Linked DNA regions of Gossypium hirsutum: region 1 is linked to region 2. Evidence: chromatin contacts called from public Hi-C data. All regions are on one chromosome and are shown on one strand. The core of a region is the stretch at or near the end of the contact, and the rest is flanking DNA. Distances in the headings are between cores, read along the strand shown. Region 1 holds the start of LOC107948800 (multiprotein-bridging factor 1b). Region 2 holds the start of LOC107898607 (uroporphyrinogen decarboxylase 1, chloroplastic).

Region 1 (7,285 bases), core at 182-2,681, 280 kb before region 2:
TTGATCTTCCATGGTAAAGGAGAGCATAGGTTATTCAACTTGCATATGACCAAAACTATCCAACACTTGTCACAGAATAGATGACTGAAATGTGTAATCAGGTAAACCAAGGTTTCCATAAAGGCAAATTACAAAAGCAATACTAAGCGTGATTGATCTACCATAGTAAGGGAGATATGGAGCATAGGTGATTCAACTTCCATATGACAAAAACAATCCAATATGCTCAGCCATTGTTTGATACAACGGACATATTAGAGAGAGGACCATTCTCAGGGATGAAAGGGAGAATATGTATGGACAAGCAAAGCCATTTCTTTAGTTACTATACCAGCCCAATGCCATCCTTTTTTAAACAGAAAAGAAAAAAAAATTGAAAAGTGTAAGCCATCCACTCGTTCTAACAGTATACATAGGTGCATATGAACTTGTATAACCTCCTAACCCCACAAAGAAAGAAGAAATCAAAACACACACAGACAAACCTAAGCAATAAAAATAAATTCATACAACCCCCTCAATTCATATTGCAAAACCAATTGTTAAATCCCTTAGGCCGAAAAATTAATGCAAAAACTACTAGTCATACAATATTACACAGTCTAAAACCAGCTTTAAATCAACAATCAGTTCGCACCAGAAGCATGCATATCATCAAAATCAATCCCAACATATAAATTCCCAGAAAATGATAGTATTACTTCTATACATAAATTTCTTACAAATACTTCCATTCTATACTGTTTTTTTCCTTTTGAGGAATAAATTGGGAATTTTAATCAAACATAAAAAATGAATAAAACATTTCTTACGAGCAAGATTCTCAGTGTCTTCATCGAGCTTCCTTGTGTTCAAAGAAGTACTACTTGATGCCGCCCTATTCGTCCCAGCATTTGCTGCGAATTCGCATTTACAAAAATAAGTATTTTTTCATTATCCTTTCATTTCACACACAAAAAAACCCTAATTGAAGAAATCGTCATTATATGACTAAACCTGTGGTGTTTTTCAAAAGAAAAAGAGGGTAGTACATTTTTTTATGGACTCGATCTCGGCACCGGCACGGCGGGCGGCGTTAACGACTTTCTCATCCTTCTTGGCGGCGGCGGTAGGGGCTTTTTTACGAATAACAACGGGCTCCCAATCTTGAGTCAAAGGTCCGATTCCGGCCATTAGTTTAATCTACTCTTGACTTTTGGGTATTTTGGATGAAAGAGAGAAAAGATATTTTTGAGAAGTTGGTAATAATAAATGGATTGATGAAAGCGAAGGGTTTGCTTAGTATTTATACTAAGAGATGACGTGGCAGTAAAATCCCTAATAGTAGAGGGTTGGGTTGGGCGTCTAATTTCGACAATGTCCTAAATCCAACCTACACTCATTTTCGAGATTTTCCAGCTCAGCCTTCACCTTCTACACTTTTTTTTTTCCAAAAATACTTCTACTTATATCTATATTTGAATTTGAGATATAAAAATATGATAGTGTTATTTGAATCGGATTGGATAGGTTGGTCGAATCAATTGGATCGAGAATTGATCGAAAAATTGGTTTAATAAATGACTTTAAATTAGTTAGATCGAAAATCAATACCAACTAGTGGTTAAATCAATTAAACTGACTAAAAATTGATTGAATCTCAAATCTTTTGAACCAGGATTTTTTATTTTTTTTGAATTCTTTAATTGAACCAATTGAATTGATCAGACCGATAAACCGATAATCTAGCCAGGTCAACCACTGATTCACTTTAAAAAACATCGATGATACCTCAATATGAAAAAAGAAATTAAGAGATTTTCCATTCATCATTTAGTACTTCATTTTTAAAAATATTTTAACTTGACAATTGTTACGCATTGGAAAATAGGATATAGCAAAATAATCTTTTAAATATATATTATAAGTACATTCAAAATATAAATATAATTATTATATTATTATAGCACAAATTTTGAAGGATTATAAAGTAGAATCAAACATTCACAACACAACCGAAATAAGAATCGGTATAAAACTTCGTAGATTAAAACTTGTCTATAGTGAGACTCGAGGATCTCGAACTTAGATACTTAAAGTCAAGGCATTTATCTTTTCTAATTAAGCCAAAATTTCATTTACAAATATATAATAAAAAATAAATATAAAAGATTGAATACATATTTATTTCCACACTCATCATTAGTAAAATTCACATTATCTATAATAATGTTCAAATTATCCCCTTGGCCTGGAGGAGGAGGAGGAGCTGTCAGCTTGCATTACTAACTGTTCGTTGTAGAACTCCGTAGCTACCTCAACACTTCGTTTCACAAGCTTCTCCATCCTATCGGAGCTACTTAATGCCTTTTGAAACTCTTCCTGCCAATAATTTTCATCCTCTTCTTAGTCCGGTTCTTCTTCTTCGGTCCCTAATTCTTCATTTTCATTATCTTCAATGTCCAAAACTACATCATCTTGATCCTCTGCTTCCTCTCCATCGTCATCATCATCATCATCACGACCACTATAATCATCCTCAACCCAATCTGTGAACTGCATCTCACCGGACTCTCGATGTCTACCAACATCCTCATCGTCATCTGGGGCATCACAACCGAGTTCCATCTCCTCCAACTTAGCCTTCCATTCCTTGGTATAAGGATGCAAAAGAGGCAAAGGATGATTCCCTAATAAAAACCCCAAACACCTAGACTTCCCTTCTTCCCTCAACTTTTCAAACCCTCACCACATCATCCACCAACGCCTTTCGATTCACCTTCACAATCTTACACAATCCTTCAAAATAACTACACATTTCCACACTCCCATCCTCTTTCTAACCTCAAACAAAAAATCCCGTTCTGTTTTCGGATCGAGAAACGATATCAATGCATTAAAGAACTCATCTTGACCCTCGAATCTACACTGATACACAGGCTTCTTAACATAAATGATATCTGGTCTCATCCTAGCTGCACATTGTGTAATCAACGATCTAGCTTTGTTTCCTAAACCCAACAACAACCCCACGCCATGAATAGGGACCAAATTCACCATACTTGTATTAATCAGAAGGGTGTTTCAAATTTGGGTCGTCTTTTTCCATGAACCGGACCATCCGGTCATAACCGAGCCCGATTGCTTCCAACTCTTCTTCGTTGAAGCTATCGGCATGGATGCTTTTTCCCGGATTTTTCAACCAGTAGAATAGTGATTTGGCTCGCTTCTTCTGTTTCCGACGCGTGTTTTGCCTCGCCACGCGCCTTATCTCTGCATTTCCTTCGAGTCAACCCGAACATTGGGGTCCCGGTTTCTTCTTGCTCCGGCTAGAAAATGCACAGATGTCTCGATGGTGAACGGAAAGAATGGGAGGATATTGGCACGAAAATGGGCGGTTCTGGCGGGGAAATGAAGCGAAGAGACAAGGCTTAGGGGAAGGGAAGAGAAGGAAGGAAGGGTTTAGGGTTTTAGAGAAGGAGAGATTATGAGGCTGCATTTTGTGCTGCGATAATCGAAGAAAAAATTTGAATTATTTTTTAGCTAATAAAGCCCTCAAAACGCTGCGTTTTAGGGAGAGAAATTCAGTTTGTTTTTGGTCATGGAGACAAGGAATTTCTTTGAGATGGTTTTAAGGCCCATTTAGCTTTTTCTTTCTCGGCCCGATGACAAAAGAAAGCCCGATTTATTTTTATAAATATATATAAATTGGCACTTAAATTATACTCATTTCTCATTTTGGCATTTAAAATTTTCTTTTGGTCACAAGTGATAATTAAGCTACTTTTTGTTCTCAAGTTAGTACCTCCATTAGTCAAACCGTTAAATCTATTTTAAAAGAGGCTTAACCCACAAATTGGTACCTAAACTATTTTTTTTCTATTTTGGTACTTGTTTGCTCAATAAATCAATCCAAAATCATCAAGAGGGGGTGAATTGAGTTTTAAAAATTTTGTGGAAACTTGAGCTAAATGATAAGAAAATCGAACACGCCAATTAGAGTGATTCGGCCCCAATTGCCTACTCCACTACCTTAGCTTTTCCACAACTAAAGATTTTCCCAAATTTACTAATTTGATCAACCTTTGATGATAATGTTTAACCTTATAACTCCCTTAAGATTTCTACACAAATCTTAAAACTCAAACCCTCTCAAAAGGAAACAAATAAATAACCCTTACCAGATCAAAGTGTTTGCCAATTAAGCACAATTACAAAGAAAAACACTTGAGCTGATAGAAAAATAATAGAAGCTCCTAAGTGTATAAAAGAAAAGTATGAAAACTTTAAGCACGAAGGTTGATTGATTGAAAATTTTACTTTGATGATCTCTTTAGTTTTGTAAGACTTTTATAAGTTGGTATTTATACCCTGCAATTGATTTCCAACCGTTGTGACTGTTGGAATATTGAATAAAGTTATTGGGAATGAAAATACTAGTGCATTAATGTCAGCTGTAATAACAAATATCGATATCTTTTCTACGAGTATCAATACCAATAGCATTTAATGTCTAATTTAGTAATTGTTGGACCATCAATATCGATATCAAAGAAATTCTATCGATACCAAATAAAAGGTATCGATATTTGATGAATCATTTGAAAGTCAGAATGCCAAGTTCATATCGATACTAAAAAAGGTATCGATAAAAGTATATCATTATTGAGACTTGAAGAAATTTATCAATATCAAGCAAACAGTATTGATACTTGGTAAATACTTTGAAAAACAGAATGCCATTTTGATATCAATACTGAAAAATATATCGATAAAATATTGATTCTACCGATCAATAAAAACTATCAATACTTCACAAAAAATATCGATATTGGATTAATACTTTTTTGCTTGGAGTAGTTTTAAAATGTTTGAAAAATGTTTGAAAGTTACTTTAACAACTTGGCCTCACAAATATTTTCTAAGTATGAATTAATAATTTTTCTCTTTTTAGATGTCGTTTGAAATTAGATATATTTACCAAGTTTTATTTAAAATAAAATTTTTTCATAACATTTGTTATATCAAAATAATTTACAAGTAAAGCTTGGTTCAACAACACCTAAATCTTTTTTTTTGTCATAAGTGGTCCCTAACTATTATTTTTCAAGTCAGTATCCTACTAGTTCAATCGTTAGTTAAATTGTTAAGTACATTTAAAAAAAACTAATTAAAAATTGTCATGTGGCAAAAAAAAAAGAGAGACAAAGTATTATTTTCTCTTATATATATATTTTTTTTCTTTTTTCTTTTTTTCTTTCTTCATAACTAAATCGATAGTTGAATCAGTCAAGCCATCAATTCCTGATTTGATAAAATAAATTATTTAAAAACTTCATAAAAATATTTTTTTAAAATAGATAAAATTGGTTCAATTGGTTGTTTAGCTTGGTTCAATTGATCTGTATGAATTGGCAAGTCAATCGATTCAACTCTTATCTTTAGACCAATACATTGCTCGATTCTCGATCTACTTCTAAAGTTATTAATTTTGATAAGTGAAATAATTATTTCAATCTCATCAGGTAGAACAAGCATGAGATAAAGTTTGAAAATAGAATTAATTGTTAGTGCCTCGACCTCGGGAGGGCAAATTTTGAGCATTGCTAATATTGCCCGGCATTATAAAGGAAGAAGAAAAAATAGGGAAAAAAAATAAAGAAAGACAAATAATATAAAAGAAAATAAGAAAAATAAAAGAATTAAAAAAATAAATTATAAAGTTTATATGATGTGGCGGTTTAATATTGGTTGAACTTTTTAAATCAATATAACATTTTGGTGTAAATATTGTAACATAAGATTAGTTTGGGTATCACTAGTAACAAAAAAAAAATACCAACTTAGGAAAAATGGTGTAATTTAAATATTTATATATATAAATGATTGAAATAAAGCATATAGTTTTTTTTAAAAAAAAAATGTAAGTGAAGTGCGCACACTTTTATCATGGTTTGGGATACAAGAATAGAGAGTACAAAAGACTTGTTAATAAAATTCAGATTTAACCTATATTTTTGGTGTCTTACCTAGTTACTTATAAAAAGCTTCTCGCTATACAAATAAAGATTTTAACTCAATCTATCTTAATTCTTGAATAATTATAACTTCACTCAAGTACACTTAACATGAACTCTCTCTCACTCGGCCATACATAAAGGTAGAAAATAAATAACACAAAAGTGAAAATACAAAACTCTCGAATAATCCTCTTTTAAATAAAACTCTCTCACTAATCATACAAGTAAAATCATTATATTTTAAATCAATAAAATTAACAACAAAATTTTTTAATTAATAATTTTAATTTAAATGGTAACTATCACAACTTTTCCCTCTATATTTTATGCTAAAGGGTACTCACATATCCTTGTATCCATATTTGTGTTTGTGCCATATACGAGTATTTTAACAAAAACAAAGACAGTAATCATGCTTTTATCGAGAATTGTTGTTTTTAGGCAATAGGCAAGTTCGACAACACTTGTGTCGAAGATCTCATCCATGAGATAATGATAGTGGGACCTCATTTCAAGGAAGCCAACCATTTCTTTTGGCCATTTAAGCTCAAGGCACCATTGGGTGTTCTGAAGAAGACGAGGAACCATTATGTCGAAAGTGGAGATACTGGTTTAAAGAAGAAGAGAAACCATTACAATAGTTTTTCCATTCAATCCTATTTAGCTAAATAATTGAATTACTCATTATAGCTCTATTCCATTACAACCCTATTCCATTTCCCCCCAACCAAATGTGGTGTTAGAGTTTTATTCAAGTAATAACTTTGTTTTAAAATTAGCACAATATTTTTTAGGGTAAATTATCAAAATGGTCACTTTTGTTTGTCTCAGATTACATTTTAGTTACTTATGTTTGAAATGTTACGTTTTAGTCACATGCGTTATCGTTTTGTTACGAAATGGTCACTTTACTGTTAAGATCTGTTACCTTTCAAATGATAGTTAAAATGAGTTTTAAATGCCAACGTGGATGTTTAGCCAAGTAAATTAATTGATTTTTTAATTAAATAAGTTTAATTAATTGAATTTTCGAAATTAATTAAAGGAAAATATTAAATTGGTTTCCCAAAATAATCAAAACCAATCTAAGCCCTAAATGCATCATATAAATCATTGAAATAGCTAGAAATAAAGAACCCTTGGTCACCTTTTTCTTTTAGTTTTTATTTCCATTTTGACTGAAAAAACCATCTATTTTTATAGTCATCTTTGTTGAATTGAAACAATAGAAATCAAATTGAGTGCTCCATCAATCGATTGGATTTTTTATTCAAAATGGAAGAATA
Region 2 (7,252 bases), core at 2,935-5,434:
TGGTCCCCCCATGTGGTTAACGAAGGTATGGCTGTGCGCAGCACACGGCCGTGTGGGCCACACAGGCAAGGCCAAACTGGGCGTGTGGGCATGTCACACAGGCGTGTGGATTATTAGGCCAGGTCGTGTGGGTCATATGGGCGTGTGGACCTACACGGGCATGTCACATGGGCATGTGGGCCTATTTTTCTGAAATTTTCCCTAGGGTCGCACGGGTCCCTCAAATCGACTGTGGGCCTACTGTAGGGTTAGTAAAGACTAACTAAACCCTAGTTTGTATGCTATGATATTTTGATAGACTGATCTTAGTATTGTACTAAATGTATACCTGTCTGTACTTTTATCTGTATATAAACATGCTGATCATATTAATCTGTTATACTGTATCTGATAATTCTGTATCTTTGACTGGAGTGGGGTTTGTATATATATGGAGGAAGTGTTCTGTACGGCAAATGTCACTAGGGGTCAGCAAAACTCGATTCGACTCGATAAAATAGAAAATTTTTTTGAATTTTGAGTTAAACGAATCGAGTTATTCGAGTCAACTCGAATTTTTTTTTTGAAATTTGAGTTCGAATCGAGTTGAGTTTTTAAATTCGAATAACTCGAATAATTCGAATATCAAACTATAATATTTTACATTTTTTCCCTAAACTCCCAAACCTTTTTATTTTTCCCTCAAAACTTTTATTCCTTCCCACTTTCCCCCCAAAACTTTTACTCCACTCCTATCCCAACCCCCCCCATCTACCCAAAATCCATTTCCCACCAAAATTTTACAATCCCAATTACTTTTTCTCAAAATTTTACTCCCAAAAACCCTCAAAACTTTTTATTTTCCCCTCAAATTTTTAATCCCTCCCACTTTCCCCTTAAAACTTTTACTTCCTTCCCATTCTACCCCCATCTACCCCAAACCCATCCCCCCTAATTTTTTTAAATATTTTCCCTCCAAAATTTTACTCCCCCTATTTACTTTCTCTCAAACTTTTACTCTCTAAAACTTTTTATTTTCCCCCTAAACTTTTACTTCTCACCCTTTACTCCAAATAAAAAATCAAAATTATCCAAAAAAAATCCCTAAACATAAATAGTAATAATTTTATTTATATCTACTATTTATATTATTAAATTAAATTTCACATTTTATATTATTTATATTATTGAATTGTTTAGTCATATTGAATATTTATATTAAAATTGAATTATTAATGATGCCAGAAAATATTCGTGTTAAAATTTTATATTGGTATCAATTTCACATTTTATCTTTAAAATAACTTTTATTAAAAAATCAAATTTTTACATTTAATATATTTTTTAATTCCAAAATTCATAGTGACAAAAATATGAAGATAATTGAAGCAACTAAGTAAGCAAAGAAGCTAACCCATATATAAAAGATTAATAAATAAATTATAAGGTGATGAAAGTTAATAAAAAAATTGATTACGGTAGATAAATTTTATTACGATGGGTGACAGTGGTTACATGGACCCAAAATTATTTTTTAAAATTTAACTCGAACAAATATATTCGATTCAATTCGATTCGAATTCCATCTTACTCGACTCAATTCGAGAAAATTTCAAATCAAATTAGGATGATAAAATATGATTCGTCAACTCGATTAACTTGAAATTTTTTCATTCAATTCGATCGAATGCTCACCCCTAGATGTCGCCTATATTCTGGCAACTCGGTTGCGTATTATCTGAAATGTGTCTTAATGGCACAATATGGTGTGTAAGGATAGGTGGGTGTTTTTAACCCCACATGGTGTGATGGGATGGACGGAGATGGTGTGTAGAAGATGGGGTTAGGACCTTGGCATATCTGTTATTTGAATATGAATCTGCTATCTGAATCTGAATATGATATCTAAATCTGAATCTGAAACTGAGTCTATATCTGCTTCTGATTTTGTATATGATGCTGTATGTTTGCATGCTTAATTCTGTTGGGTTACACACTGAGTTTACGTAAACTCACATCTATCTGTCTATTTTGTCAGGTAATCCACAGGCTTAGGCGGATTAGTGCGGCAGAGACTCAGCGGTGACCACTCATTCGTAAACTATTTAAAGTCATTAATTTATGGTTTAATTACGATTTTGGTTTTATTCTAAGAGTTTGTAATTTCTGGGACTCTCCAGACTTAATGATTTTTAACCGTTTATCTTTGGTTTGTTGTTTTTCTTCTGCATGCTTGATAAAACTGTTTTATGAAATTGACAGTTTTTATGCAAATAAAAGGTGTTTCTAAAAATACGAACTGGGTTTTTGAAATAGAATGGTTTTCGAAAGCTTTTGCTCTAAAATCACGTTTAAAGGCAAAATAAGTAATTGAACAACATTTTGACATTGGATACAAGCAAGTAAGAGTTGGAAGGAAACGTTAGTGGTTTTATCATTTGAAACTCGTTTTAAAACCCATTCCTTGTGACACCTTCGGATTTGGCCATAATGTTTAGGTCGGGTTTGGGGTGTTACATGTAGGTTTATTTTACTAAAAGTAGCTTTTATGAAATATTTCAATAAATCTGTCAAATAACATAAAATATTTTACATAGATTCATCGAAACACAAAAAAAAATAGCTTTTCCAGAGAAACAAGTCATTTTCCAGAAATCAATTTTTGGAAGTCATTTTCAATTAAACAAACGGGGCCTTATAATATCTAGGACATATATTTATATTTATACTTTAATTGTACTGTACTTATTACACTTTAAACAAATTCATTTATTTACATTCGAAGCTATCAATTTGAAAAACATTGAGTTAAAAGTTTTTTTTGGGAATAAGTAAAAATATTTTAAAATTAAGTTATTTTTAGTTTGTCTGTCCCTACATAAAATTCATCTTATTAATTTCTTATTCTAATAAAAAAAGTGAGATTTTAAGGGCATTTTTTCAAGTAAATTACAAGAATAATTATCTAATTATAACATTCTTTCTATTTTGGTTTAATATTTTAGTCATTTCCCCATTAGTTATCATTAGATGAGTGATGAAAAAGTAGTGTGATATTTTTTTGTCGGCCTAATAATTAATTTAGCTCTTTAATATTTACATATTTTATCAATTTGATTCTAAATTTAAAAATTAATCAACAGATTTTTATCAAAAAAACAACTAAACCCTCTCTCACTCTTAGCAATACAAACTACTCCACCCTTTCGTCAACCGCAGTTACATGACCAATCACCATTTGGATCAAAGGTTTTTGAGAGCTCCATCTATTTTTTGATCATAATTCTAAAAGATTTAGCCTTCCTCAATTTAATATTGATTCTAAAGAATCCAATATATATATATAAATACTAAAAATTTCAAAAAAAGTATAATTAATTTAAAAAGAGATCAATATCAAAACTATACATGAGCTTTGGTCTAATGTGTAATGTTATATATTTAGTACCATTTTATGTTGATCTATTGCATACAAAAACAATTATATTAATCCAATATGACAATAAATGTATGTATATATTCATTTATTTAAATATATACAAATGAACCAAAATCAAAGTTTCATGTATACATATGAATCGCAATTCAGTTTTTATGTATATAATTGTATCAACTCAAAATTCATTTGTCAAATTGCATATTAAACTAAATTTCGTATTTATCCCGTTCAAAAATACATAAAAGTATAAAAAAAATTGATTATTTTTGTATGAATGATGTATAATTTTTATGTAATGGTTATTATTGATAGTGGTGAACCTAATTCATCCCTGTCGGTGCATCTGCTTCTATCAATTGTTTGTACAAACCTAGACATGATTCTGCAATTTGTTTTGGTTTTTGAATTGGTCCTTTTGTAACTGTGTGTTGTAAGTTTTATTTTTATTATTATGCAAATTTATTCCATTGGTATCCCAAATAAACATTGTGGAAACACAAATTGGTGAAAATAGTGTTAATAAAATTAAATATTTGGATTAAATATTTAATTGGTGAAAATGGTGTTAATAAAAATGTAGTGACTAAATCGAAAAAAAAAATTTATAAGAGGATGAAAGGTGTTGTTTACCCTTAAGTTTTTCTAAGTTGTACCGAAACAAAATGGAAATTAAAAGGGTGCTCGATGTCGGGCCCTGTTTTATCCAGTGTTCCGACGTGGCAAGATCACAACCATCAACTTAACTTGCTATACCCAAGTCGAGCCATCGATCTTTTTTCGAAGATAAGAAAACAGAGTCAACAAAAACAGAGAGCAGTTCCGCCTAAACTCGCAAAATCTGTCCCAAATTCTTCCCGAAAACAATAGTTAAAAAGAAAAATGAGCTTCTCTCCATTAACAAGGTCAAAATCCCATTTCAATACGGAAAAGAAATGGATTTCAACTGTTTAGATTATTTTTCCTAATTCTTTTTTCTTCTTTACCGTTTGAAATGCAGTGCTTGCAGTTCCTTGGGTGTTAAATCATCAAGCTTGATAGTGCAGTTGGGTTTTCACACTGCTGAAAATAACAAGTTCCCTGGAGCTTTTGTTTCATCCCCCAAAAGAACAAAAACTAAGAAGTTTTCTATAGCTTGCTCTTCTACTGGTATAGTTCATTGCTCCATCTCTTTGTTTTTCTTTTCCCCCTTTTAGTTTGGTTGTCTGGGTTTCTTATGTTTAGGGATTGATTTAAAATGGGTTGTCATCTGTTTATTCATTGCATTGGTTTTATTAGAATATTTTGGGTGTTTAGTGAATATTATGAAGGTAGTAATAAGGAGAATTTTGATTTAGACTTGAATGCATTCTGTGAGAAGCTAGAATTGGCACCTTATGGTGGAAATGTGGTCAAGGTTCTATTTGGATAATGAAGACTGTTTGTTCTGAATATGCCAACCTGGTTGGAAGATAAGGCCAGGCCAGACTGGAAATGGATTACATTCTTTGTATAAGCTTATTTCTTTGAGTAATGTAATGGTTGAAGCATGGATGGGGGATTGGTACGCCTTGGTTTAGGATCTAACAGTTAGCTCTTGAGCTTTAATATCAAATTTTATTAAGGTGATGTTTTACATTTTTTTATTTTTTGAAGAGATGATAATATGATGAATGTTCTTAGTTCTAAAAGCTGTGAAATTTTGTGTAACCTGTATGAATTTGACTATTATTTCTCCTTGCTAGTGGAAAACGAATTTTGTTATTGATGTTGGTATGCTAGTGATGGCAACAACATTCTTGTCTTTGGCCTTCAGAGGTATTATAAACTTACGCACCTTATCTCCATTCATCTTTTATTTAGATCCATTGTTGGTTAAGGCTGCAAGAGGAGATCCTGTAAGTCGGCCTCCTACGTGGATGATGCGGCAGGCAGGAAGGTATATGGCTGTTTACAGAAAGCTTGCTGAGAAACACCCATCCTTCAGAGAGAGGTCAGAGACAACTGATCTCATTGTGGAAATTTCTCTGCAGCCTTGGGAAGCTTTCCGTCCTGATGGAGTGATAATTTTCTCTGATATACTTACTCCACTGCCTGCTTTTGGGGTCCCATTTGACATTGAAGAAGTAAGGGGCCCTGTTATTCAGTCACCAATTCGCTTTGAGGACGATTTGAAGGCATTGCATCCAATTGACTTGGAAAAGCTACACTTTGTTGGAGAATCACTTAAGATTTTGCGCCAGGAGGTGACTCTCCTTTTTCATGCGTTATAGCTAGAATTCTGATTAATATAATTGGCATTTTTTATTGTACCTTCTATTTTTATGTAGGTTGGAGGTCATGCAGCAGTACTAGGTTTTGTTGGAGCCCCTTGGACAATCGCCACATATATAGTAGAGGGAGGTACAACCCGAACTTATACAACCATAAAGAGTATGTGCCACACAGCACCAAATTTATTGAGGACACTTCTTTCTCATTTAACAAAGGCAATATCCGAGTACATTATTTACCAAGTGGAGTCTGGAGCACATTGCATACAAATATTTGATTCTTGGGGTGGGCAACTACCACCTGACATGTGGGAGCAATGGTCAAAGCCTTACATAACTGAGGTAAATTGGAATTTACAGCAGATCTCGTTACTTTTGTCATGAAAATAATGAAACTATGCATACTTTTGTCTTCAATAGGTAATTGTCTCTTCCATCACTAGTTACTACATGCAGTCAACTCCTATTTGGTGGTTTGAGAAATTTTGTCTCAGATAATATGTTGTTATACCTTTTAATTTGACCCTTGTACTCATTTATTGGGTTCCTTCAATTGCAGATTGTGAGCGTAGTACGAAATAAATGCCCTAAAACACCTCTTGTTCTCTACATTAACGGTAACGGTGGCCTTCTTGAACGCATGAAAGGAACTGGGGTTGATGTGATTGGACTTGACTGGACAGTGGATATGGCTGATGCAAGGAAGCGTTTGGGTAGCGATATCAGTGTGCAGGGAAATGTCGACCCTGCTTACTTGTTTTCTCCACTTTCTGCAGTGACGAAAGAAATTCAAAGGTTTGCCATTTCAAACTGTGTTTGATTTTCGTTATGGCCAATGTAAGAAAATCAGCCCCATCGGTTCAGTGTTTAAACTGGTGCAATCTGTTTTTCAGGGTCGTTAAGTGTGCAGGACCACGCAGTCACATTCTTAACTTGGGTCATGGAGTTCTAGTCGGGACACCTGAAGAAGCTGTTGCACATTTCTTTGACGTCTCAAAAAGCTTGAACTATGACGGTTCATCCCAAAATCATTCGATGGAGGAATCTAAATTGTTAGTTTGAGAACATTATGGTTAAGCAAAATCCTTTGATATTTTTCTATGAATTGACTAAGCTGATATCTTATCCTCGCATCACGATCTCCAATCAACTTCCATTTTTTGATAGGGGCTGATTGGGGTATCGTTCTTGTACATGCATGTGGATAAGCCGGTAGGTATTTCTGTTGTGCCAGTACTAAATGTTGGGGATGAATATATATCCTGATTTTTGTTATGTACATGAAGTCCGAGTATTTATTCGAGTTTTCCCCCCTTTAACCTGGTTGGGAGAGGATATGATCGGAAGAGATGTTCGAGAGCGTCAAAGTGACGAGCAGAAACTTGGATATAAGGATCACAACCAGGTATTTATATATGTAGTGCAATCATTTCACTCAATGGTAGATTTTCCCCATTCATACATTACCTGAATGTAGGTATATTATATGGTCTTGGGTGGTTATGCCTCTAACATGAGTGTATTTATTTATTCATGTTCTTTTAACTCGCATTCATGCATGCGGGTGCTAAGATACAAAGTGAGT

What was found. A called contact is a pair of places that touch in the nucleus more often than the background predicts.
Region 1: a contact with region 2 is called in a Hi-C map of leaf, with 2.4 times the contacts expected there. The contact joins the promoter of LOC107948800 here to the promoter of LOC107898607 in region 2. A contact is called at or near these places in 2 of 34 Hi-C or Micro-C datasets (both in leaf).

Annotation. Positions count from the first base shown.
Region 1 is chrA04:10,106,384-10,113,668 of Gossypium_hirsutum_v2.1, reverse strand. LOC107948800 (multiprotein-bridging factor 1b) reads right to left here and starts at 1,431. Exons shown (of 4, transcript XM_016883450.2): 1 at 1,032-1,431; 2 at 813-896. The coding sequence starts at 1,173. It also overlaps the pseudogene LOC107948006.
Region 2 is chrA04:9,826,674-9,833,925 of Gossypium_hirsutum_v2.1, reverse strand. LOC107898607 (uroporphyrinogen decarboxylase 1, chloroplastic) reads left to right here and starts at 4,184. Exons shown (of 6, transcript XM_016824107.2): 1 at 4,184-4,320; 2 at 4,416-4,564; 3 at 5,258-5,640; 4 at 5,725-6,009; 5 at 6,227-6,462; 6 at 6,561-6,946. The coding sequence starts at 4,298. The coding sequence ends at 6,729.